Linked DNA regions of Mus musculus: region 1 is linked to region 2. Evidence: chromatin contacts called from public HiChIP or PLAC-seq data. All regions are on one chromosome and are shown on one strand. Each heading gives the region's core, a stretch centred on a gene start, on an enhancer-like site or on the middle of the called end of the contact. The rest is flanking DNA. Distances are from core to core; before and after follow the strand shown.

Region 1 (4,288 bases), core at 701-3,200, 100 kb before region 2:
TCTCCTCTGACCTCTGTGTGCACTGCCCTGCTTGAGTGCCCAATTTGGCTTCCTTCAATGACCCAGTGTGGTTGAAATAAGTAAGCCAAATAAACCTTGCCTTCCTAAGCTGCTTTGTCATGGGACAGTTGGATGGAAGGAGGGTCATTTGGAGGGCACCCTCAGGCTCTGAGGATAAACAGAAAGAAACAAATAAATAAATGTATGTATATATATATATATATATATATACACATACACACACACACACACACACACACACACACACATATATATATACACACACACACACATACACATACACACACACACATATATATATATGTTACTGACGTCTGGATAACCAGAGAACTGCAACCAAAGGGTCCTGTGATCATAATGGTCTAAAGACTACAGTCTCCTTGTGTCCTACCAGGTCTGTTTTATGTATCTTGGTTACCTGCCTGCCATGGGATCCAGGCACTCTCAAACTTACTAATGCATCCTATGTGGAAGACACTGGCTGCCCATAGCAGGTCCTGGATGAAGAATGGATCTGTCACTGTGAATTCCTTCGAACCTCTTTAATTTTAGCCACCTGATCCTAGTACCTGGTTAAAAGCATGAAAGGCTCAGGAGTGAAGCCGGGTGTGTGATCTCCAGCGCTGGAAACTAAAAACAATGAAGCATCACCAAGAACGCGCAGGAAGAGTTTGCACAGACACCCTGGAGGAGCGTTGCTTTTCTTTTATTTCCTGGAAGAGGATGGTGGAACTTTCCCTCCTCCTGTAGCACGTGGTACCCAGCCTGGAAGACTTGTCCTCTTCTGGGTAGCTCCTCTCACCCCCATTCCTGGTCCAGGGTCCTTAGGGCCTGAGGGTGCCCTCCAAATGTCCCTCCTTGTATCCAAATGTCCCAAGGCAAAAGCGAGTTAGGAAGGAAAGGGTTTATTCGGCTTCCTTATCCCAGCCACACTGGATCATTGAGGGAAGCCAGGCACTCAACCAGGGCAGGACCTGAAGCCAGCGCCACGGAGGAAGACAACTTACTGGCTTGTTCCGTATGGTTTGCTCAGCTTGCTCTCTTAACACTTCAGAACCTCCTTTACAGAGGTGGCACAGCCCACAGTGATCTGGGCCCTCCCTCATCAATCATCAGTTAAGAAAATGCTCCATAAACAGGTCTACAGGCCAATCTGATGGGGGTATTTTCCCAATTAAGGCTGCTCTCCCCAGAAGACACTAGTTGGTGTCAAACTGACAAACAAAAACTACATAGACTAGGAATGGTGGCCTCTCAGAAACCCAGCGAGACCTTAGTATCCATTCCAGAGAGTTTCTCCTCCAGGAGGCTTCCCCAGCCGGCCTGAAATTCAGCTTCAAGTCTTTGTTTATGCATGACATCAGCCTGTCACTTTTCTTCCAGATCCCGCTGGTCGATCCAGGTCCTAGTGCAGCTGAAGTCAGGTTGCACCGTCTACTTTCAGGGACGTGTTGTTCCCTCACTAACCTTTCGGATATTTCCCTTGGAGCATCCATGGGGCTGTTTAACAGGAAGTTCCCAGTGTTGTCCTGCTGATGGATTGATCCCGGAATATCTCAAGACCTTCTTGGCCCCTGGGGAAGTGTGGCTTTGGAAAGGGGGCGGGGGGGGGGGTGTTAATCAGTGAGCGCTCCACACTGTCCTAGGGCGCCTGTCTTAGTGCTATGTCCTGGCTCCACCGCCAGAGGCTCCAGACAAGGCGGAATGAACAAGAGCGAGCCTGCTGGAAGGCTGCCACCAGAGACGGGCGCGCGGCAGAGGCCTTAGGCCACGCGCTACGGGCTCCGGGGCTGAAAAAGCTCGCAGGATTCGGCGCGCTCTAGGGGCTCAGCACCAGGCGCGTGCTCTCCGCTTTCCCGCCGGTCCCGCCCATCACTGCGCTCGCCCCGCCCCACGCGGCCACCTGCTACCCAGCGCGCGCCGGTGGAGGGCGCGGGAGCGCGCGCCCGGGCGCTAGCGAGGCCGGGAGGATGGCGCGGGCCTCACTAGTGCAGCCGGCGCTCTGGGCGCTGCTGTTGCTGCAGGTAGTGGGTCCCGCCGCGGCCGCCAAGCTTAACATTCCCAAGGTGCTGCTGCCCTTCACGCGGGCCACGCGCGTGAACTTCACTCTGGAAGCTTCTGAGGGCTGCTACCGCTGGTGAGGCGCGCGGGCCCGGCGGGAGGCGGCAGGTGCGCGCGGGAGGGGGCTTGGGCCGCAGGTGCGTGGCGTGCTCGCTCCAGCCGGCCCCGCGTGACCCCGCGGCGCGCGCGCTCTCTCTCTGCGCATGGCGCCTGGGCCACTCGCGTCTGGGCTGCGCGGGAAGAGGAGGCTGTGATCGCGGGCCATGGAGGGCAGCGCCGCACGTGGCCTCGGTCCCCAGCTGTCAGGGCCCTGAGGAGCTCCAGCTTGAGCAGCCACGCTCTGGAGTCTGTGGGAGACGGGGGAGGTGGGACTCACCCCTGGCGCCTGACTGGTGTGAGAAGAGTGTCTGTAGAGACCTGGGCAAGGAGTCTGTGGGAGACACACCACACCCGTTAAGCCACTTAGGGAGAGTCATTAAATCTTGGATGAAAGGACCATTTTCCAGCTCAGAAGTGGGAGGCAAAGGAATTAGATGCTGGTGGAGTAGGGTCTGCCTTGATGACCTGGCTTCCAGCAGGGTGTTGCGGTCCAGCCTTTGGCTAGGCAGATGAAGGGAGAACTTCTCGTTGCTGGGTGCAGGCTGAGTAGGGTGTGATCAGGTCACACCCTTGACCCACACCCTCACTAGTGCGACATAGTCCCTTCCTTCTCTCAGGCTACATTTTGCTGCCAGCCTCCTTAAGAATGTGTTTAGGTCATTGGTTCTCAACCTGTGGGTTAAAACCCAGTTTGGGGCCTCCTGTCAGATATTCACATTATGATTCCAACAGTAGCAACATTACAGTTATGAAGTAACAACAAAATAATTTTATGGTTTTAGTACAGTTCAACAACAGAGGAATTGTAGTAAAGGCTTACAGCATTAGGAAGGTTGAGAACCACTGATCTAGGCTAAGGCTTAACTAGCTAGGTGTGTGTGTGTTAATGTTCTATATGATGCCCAGAGCTCAGAGCCACATTCTGCTATATGTAGTTCTCAAATTTAATTTGTTTTAAAAGTCTGCCTCATAGGGGGTGGCACTGTACCTCTATAATTACTTCACTAGGGAGGCTGAGGCAGTAGTGCCGCTTTGAGGTCAGTCTGGAGTGTCTTTAGGTTGGCCTCTGGAGTATGAAGAGGCAGAGTCTTTCCATTGCAGTTTGGAGTAAATGCTTTACCCAAGGGGAAGTGTTTATTCTTCTCTGGGGCTTTGTTTTGAGTGAGGAGGTCAGCTGTTAATACTCTGGAGGGATACATGCTCACTCCATTGTTGAAGTTGTCTGCTTGATAGATGGGCCAGAGAGAGGAAGCTGACTATTTAAAACAGCTGGCTCCAAGGGAATCAATCTCCTGGCGTGTATTTGTGTGCTGCTTCCTAGGAAGTTCTGTATGTTTCTTCCTAGAATAACATTTTCTGTCTTTACTTCCTCTCTAACTGCACTTTCCTGAGAGTTGCTGATGGGTCTTGGCAGATTTTTATATTCTCAGTAGGAGGACTGGGAAAGACATTCAAAAGCTCAGATACCTCAGACGCATGCCAAGTACCCTCTGGATTGTTTAGTGTCTGGTGGCTTTCATCCTAAGGTGTGGTTGAAAAGTGTCTTCTTTGAAGGTGTTTGGTTGCAGTTTCCCCCTTACTCAACCGGAAGCTGGTCTGTCAGTCAAGCATAGATCAGAAATGTTATTCTGAATACAGTCACTCGTTGCTTTAGTTTTGAGAATCCTGGAGGCTTTGAGAGTTGGCAGATAGCTAAGACTCACACCTGCAGTCATCTCTCCCTGGAGGAGATGGCCTCTTTATCCAGGAGTACTTCAAGTCTCTGAGATGAAAAACAAAGACAATTTAACCCCTGCCAGGCCCTGGGGGTGTTGCTCATCCTTGGAATTCAGTGCTGAGCTCCAGGTTCTCTGAAGTGACTGCATGTCTGAGCCTGTAGCTTTAAGTTACCTTTCCTAGTTCCTGAATTGTAGCATCCAGTAACTGGGAGGTCATCTGGTCGGTGTTGCTGCGTTTGAGGGAATGCAGAGAGGGAAGAGGTGGCAGCTCACTCACAGTGTGGTGATGGTGATGGTGCTGAAGGCCTTCCAGCCCATCATCCATCAGTGGGACCTGGGGCCACAGCCTTGGCAAACTTGCCAGGCTCATTTGTCTTTCCAGTTAAACC
Region 2 (4,487 bases), core at 797-3,296:
CCTCTGGCCCACCAATCGCTCAAGCTTTAAAGCTCACAGGGCATCTTCCAGAACTGCCTCTCTTTCTTTGGAGCAACCTAGCTGCCTCCTTGACAGAAAGGACACCAAAACCTGATGTGCCAAGCTGGTACCTAAGGATACTTTCTGGAAAGGACAGAGATGGCCAGAGGAGACAGAAGGAGATGCTGCCCTTGTCTAGACACCTCACATCTAAGACAGACTCGCCCCTGCATCCCAGGCAGTAGGACATGGTGGACCATGCAGATGTCTAGTGGCACAGGCCCTCAGGGGACCCAGCTATGGCTCTGGCATTTTGATGTCTGTCTTTGTCCTGTTGCAGATGGAGCCAGCCTCCTGTCACACTTCCTGGACTCCTATCAAGTCATGTTCTTCACCTTTTTTGCTCTGCTGGCTGGGACAGCAGTCACCATTATAGGTGAGGCCAACCTCATACCCCTTTCTCCACCCCGCACCCTCTCACCCTACTCACTCTCACCAGCCTCTATTCTTGCAGCCTACCATACAGTCTGTGCACCCCGGGAACTTGCTTCACCCCTGGCCCTCACGCCCCGTGCCAGCCCTCAGCACAGCCCCCACTGTGAGTACCTCGGCCACAGGCATAGCCTAGAGCGCCTCCACTAGAGTCATCTCCTGGGGAAGGGTGGGATCCAGGCCCCGAACCCTAGATTTCACAGCTTGTGTCAGAGCAAAAGAGACAGTTAGAGCTGAGCCCCAGGGACAGATGTGCCAGGGGACAAGAGTGTCACACAGACTCAGATATTAGTCTTGACTCCTCAGAGGCATCCATCCCCAGCAGGCTGTGGGATGGGAGGAGTTGGTAGAGACAGTGTTGTCTGAGCAGGGGAATTCCAGAAAAGACAGGCAGGGCTACCACTGAGAGGTCAGGTTGGGATGGGAGGATGGAGACTCTACACTGTCCTCATGAGAGATACTCCCACAGAGAAAGATAGGAAAGCCCACTCCTTTCAGTAATCTATTTGTCTGTGATGACCTAAGGTCTTAGTCACCCTCTACAGTTCCTGGGGTACCTTTCTCTAAGAGTCTTCTGGAATTGTGCAGTGCCCAGTAGCCCTTTGTCTCCTGACTCCCATTTGGCTTGTGTAAGAGGCCCTTGAGCTAGTGTTTGCTCATCTTAGTGTTAGAGGACAGCTTTATGGCCAGAAGTGCACGCACACCCACACACACACACACACACACACACACACACACACACACACACACACACACGCACGCACGCACGCACGCACGCACACACGCACACGCACACGCACGCACACACACCCTGTTATCAAAGCCTCTTCCTGTTGTCTCTGGTCTTCAAGGCAGGACTCCTGAGTATCCTAGCATGCTGGGTGGTAGCTGTCCTCATGGCTTTGGCTTGATGCACAGCTATTCTGCTACAGTCCTTTCTGACTCTTCCTCCCAGTGTTTGTTGAAGTTACCATAGGGTCTTAGTGACAAAGTTCCTTTCACTTGCCTCCAGGTCCTTGTTACAATAGCATTGTGCTCAAGAGTCTGGTTCTTCCATCCTCTTGGCTCCGTGGAGAGATAACAGGATGTGTCATGTGACCCACCCCAGACTACTGACTGAGCTCAGGAAGGTCAGAGGTCATGTTCCAGGCTAAGTGGATATAAATATTTATGAACCCTACACATCCCAGTAAATCTCATCCACACCCTCCACAGGATTAGCCCAGTCTAGCTCATAAGGTATTCATTGGAGACAGAAGGCTGCTGGGTACAGAAGCACAGGTTGGGCAGTGTACTTTCCCGTGCCTCCCCTGCCCCTGTCAGTTTCTGCTGTCCTAGGTATAAGCCCCTGGCATGCCATGGGCACACACTGAGGAGTATAGTGGGGATATTGGCTATTTATTCCTTCATGCTCACGTCCCTTTCCTCCCCAGATCTTGCCTCATCTCCGGCTGCTTTCAACACACTGCCTTCTGGTCGCAAAGCCAGCCCTCCCTCGGGGCTCTGGAGCCCAGCCTATGCCTCTCACTAGGCAATGTGCAGGGCTGGTATTACTACACAGCTGAACTGACACCTGGACAGAAGGGTCACTGTCATTTTCACACCGGGGTGAAACCACGCCTGGGCCCTAGGCCATCCTCACTGCCCTGGCCGTGCTGAATCACTGCCTGATTCACACAAGCAAGGGATTTTAATTTGTTTGCTTTTAAATCTCTTTCCCAGTCTTGAGGGTCAGGGCTTCCTGGTTCCCTCCTTCTCATGTGGTGTGCAGGGTTTGGGGGTGCTGCTTAATCTTGTATTTGTTCTGCTCGAGGAAGCTCGCTTCCCTGTTCATGGCTTTTGAGTATTGGAAGCTGTTTCTACATCATCTACAGATAATGTCACTGTAGTGATCTCAGGGAAAGGATTTTCTCATGACTCCTGGGGTTTTTGTGGTGCTTGGAATAGAACCCAGGGTTTCATACCTGCTTGGCAATTGCTTGTCCATTGGCACATGTGCACACCAGCCCTTTATTGTGGGTTTTTTTTGTTATTGTTGTTGTTGTTTTTTGTTTTTTGTTTTTTTTTTCATGAAAACTCACTCTTCTCCTTATCCTACTGCTGCTAGGAAATGTGGGGGACAAGCAGATGTGGATGTCCCCTAGGGGACACCATGCCCAGAGCCCTGTGCTGACTGAGCCTTCTTACTGTGATAGTTACTGAGCCTCAGCAGAGTGGCCCTCCCTTCAGAGCCCCGGGAGGACTTCGGTCTTGTTTCAGCAGAAGGGCTTCTGTCACCAGGGTTGGAGTACCTCTCGCTCTCCCTGAGGCAGCTTGGGAATAGCCACAGCATCATCGGCCCTGCCCTGCAGCCACTGGCAGGGATCTTCTGATCTCTGGGTTTGTTCTGAGATGCTGCTGTGACTTGTGGAGCAGAGAGACCCAGGGTCATCTGCTCATCTGCCTTGGAGGACACAGAATGCAGTACCTCAGTGGATCTGAGCCACCCTATTGGCCCTCCTCTCCCCCTCCTCTGCCACCAGCACTCGCCTCGCTAGCCCAGGAGCGAAGAGGATGCCTTGGGAATACGACGCATCTTCACGTCCAAGCTCAGGGTCATGGCCTCTGTTTCAGGTCCAGGTGCTGTGGTGCTGTCAGAATGAGCCAGAGACTCACCTCCAAGTGGACGTGTATGGGCACCACGTCACCAAGAGTTGTTTGCCTTTGAAGGTCATGTGTGATCCTTTGAGGCTGAGCCATAGGATGGACTTTCTGGACGTGAGGATAGAGTCTTTGTGCCCAGCCAGCCACTCAATCTCCCCCGAGAGCTGTTAATGGAGTCTTCCCTGCATTTGTTTAATAAAGTTCTGTGTAGTTTCTTAAGGATGCGGTGGTTCTTGGGGGTACTGACTCTGCCTGGGTGTTTACTATGACTGATGGCCTGTAAGCACCAATGGTGCCCTTACCTCCTCCCTGGCCATGGGGTCTCCCTACCCTGAAGGCAGGGGCAGGAGCAGGACCTTGTCTGCAGTAGTACCGCACAGTCTCCCTTCCCTCCTCTTCCTGCCAGTCCTCTCAGGCACCTGTCATTCTGCCTTCTCCTTCCTTCATTGTCATCTAAAATGTTTGTATTTCCCCTTAAAATGGCCTTTCTCTGTCCTCCCCCTACTCCCCCTCCCTCAGCTATACTCCCAAGATCTTGAACACCTCAAAGGACCAGTTCTCTGCCCCTCTCCCCCACCACACGCCCTTGGTCTGGCTTGCCTTCTCAGAGCCCTCATGGGCCCCACCCTAGCCAGCACTAGTCCTGTCACATTCCTCATGGGACCTGCCCTGTCACACCATCCACAGGAAACAGGATTCCGCTGGGCCCTGCTCTATGCCCTTGTCTCCCTGTGCTTTTTTCTCTCCCTCTTTCCCTGCCTCATGCCACATTGGAAGTGGGAGGAGATGGGAGTAGGGGCTCCTCAGTCTCGGGGACCTGCTTCCACAGCACTGCCCATGCTGAGAACACCAAATGGCCACCACTTCACTTCCCAAATCGGACCTCCGTGTGAGTGAGTGGTGACGGGTGTCATTCTCATAGCTCCTTGGGACACTGTACCCGAGAAGATCTAGACAGCATTATCAGATTGCTGAGTGTGATTGGTATTGTACCTACTGTACGCATGCCTGCCTGGTACACGGTGTTGGTGTTGCCCTCAGGTAAGACCTCTCTGAAACAAAAGATAGCTACCAGGATCCAGGGAGCAAGGATATCACATCCAGACATGGCAGGGTCTAGAACAGAACGAAACTCCTGTCTCCTAATGACTGAAGGCATTCTTCTCAGGGCTCAAGAGGCAAATTCACCATCTCCATCACTAAGGTCTGAGCCACTTCTATCCTGTGGCTAGTGAGTGCAATGAATGGTCATATCTTGGGTGCCTCTAGATGCCATGAAGCTGATCACTGGCTCCTCCCAGATGAAGCAAAAGGATTGCAGTGTCCACCAGCCACCTTTGTTCTGGGGCACT

The links. HiChIP or PLAC-seq counts read pairs in DNA pulled down with a chosen protein or histone mark.
Region 1: a contact with region 2 is called in an HNF4G HiChIP or PLAC-seq map of pancreatic cancer cells. The contact joins the promoter of Nup210 here to the enhancer-like site in region 2. A contact is called at or near these places in 4 of 115 datasets of contacts at active chromatin or transcription factors (the SCID.adh cell line, embryonic stem cells and pancreatic cancer cells) and 3 of 9 other capture datasets (adipose tissue, liver and pancreatic islet).

The regions. Positions count from the first base shown.
Region 1 is chr6:91,114,488-91,118,775 of GRCm38.p6, reverse strand. Nup210 (nucleoporin 210) reads left to right here and starts at 1,950. Exons shown (of 40, transcript NM_018815.2): 1 at 1,950-2,158. The coding sequence starts at 1,992. It overlaps Gm30364 (a long non-coding RNA gene), which reads right to left and starts at 1,555. Exons shown (of 4, transcript XR_003956467.1): 1 at 591-1,555.
Region 2 is chr6:91,011,935-91,016,421 of GRCm38.p6, reverse strand. Nup210 (nucleoporin 210) reads left to right here. Exons shown (of 40, transcript NM_018815.2): 38 at 341-436; 39 at 515-598; 40 at 1,926-3,355. The coding sequence ends at 2,023. Among named protein-coding and RNA genes, the nearest start is that of Gm38860, 4.2 kb to the right of the region's middle. Within about 2 kb of position 2,046, at least 39 of the 459 cell types and tissues checked have an H3K27ac peak or open chromatin away from gene starts, as enhancers often do. A contact at or near this core is called in pancreatic cancer cells, where this site is marked.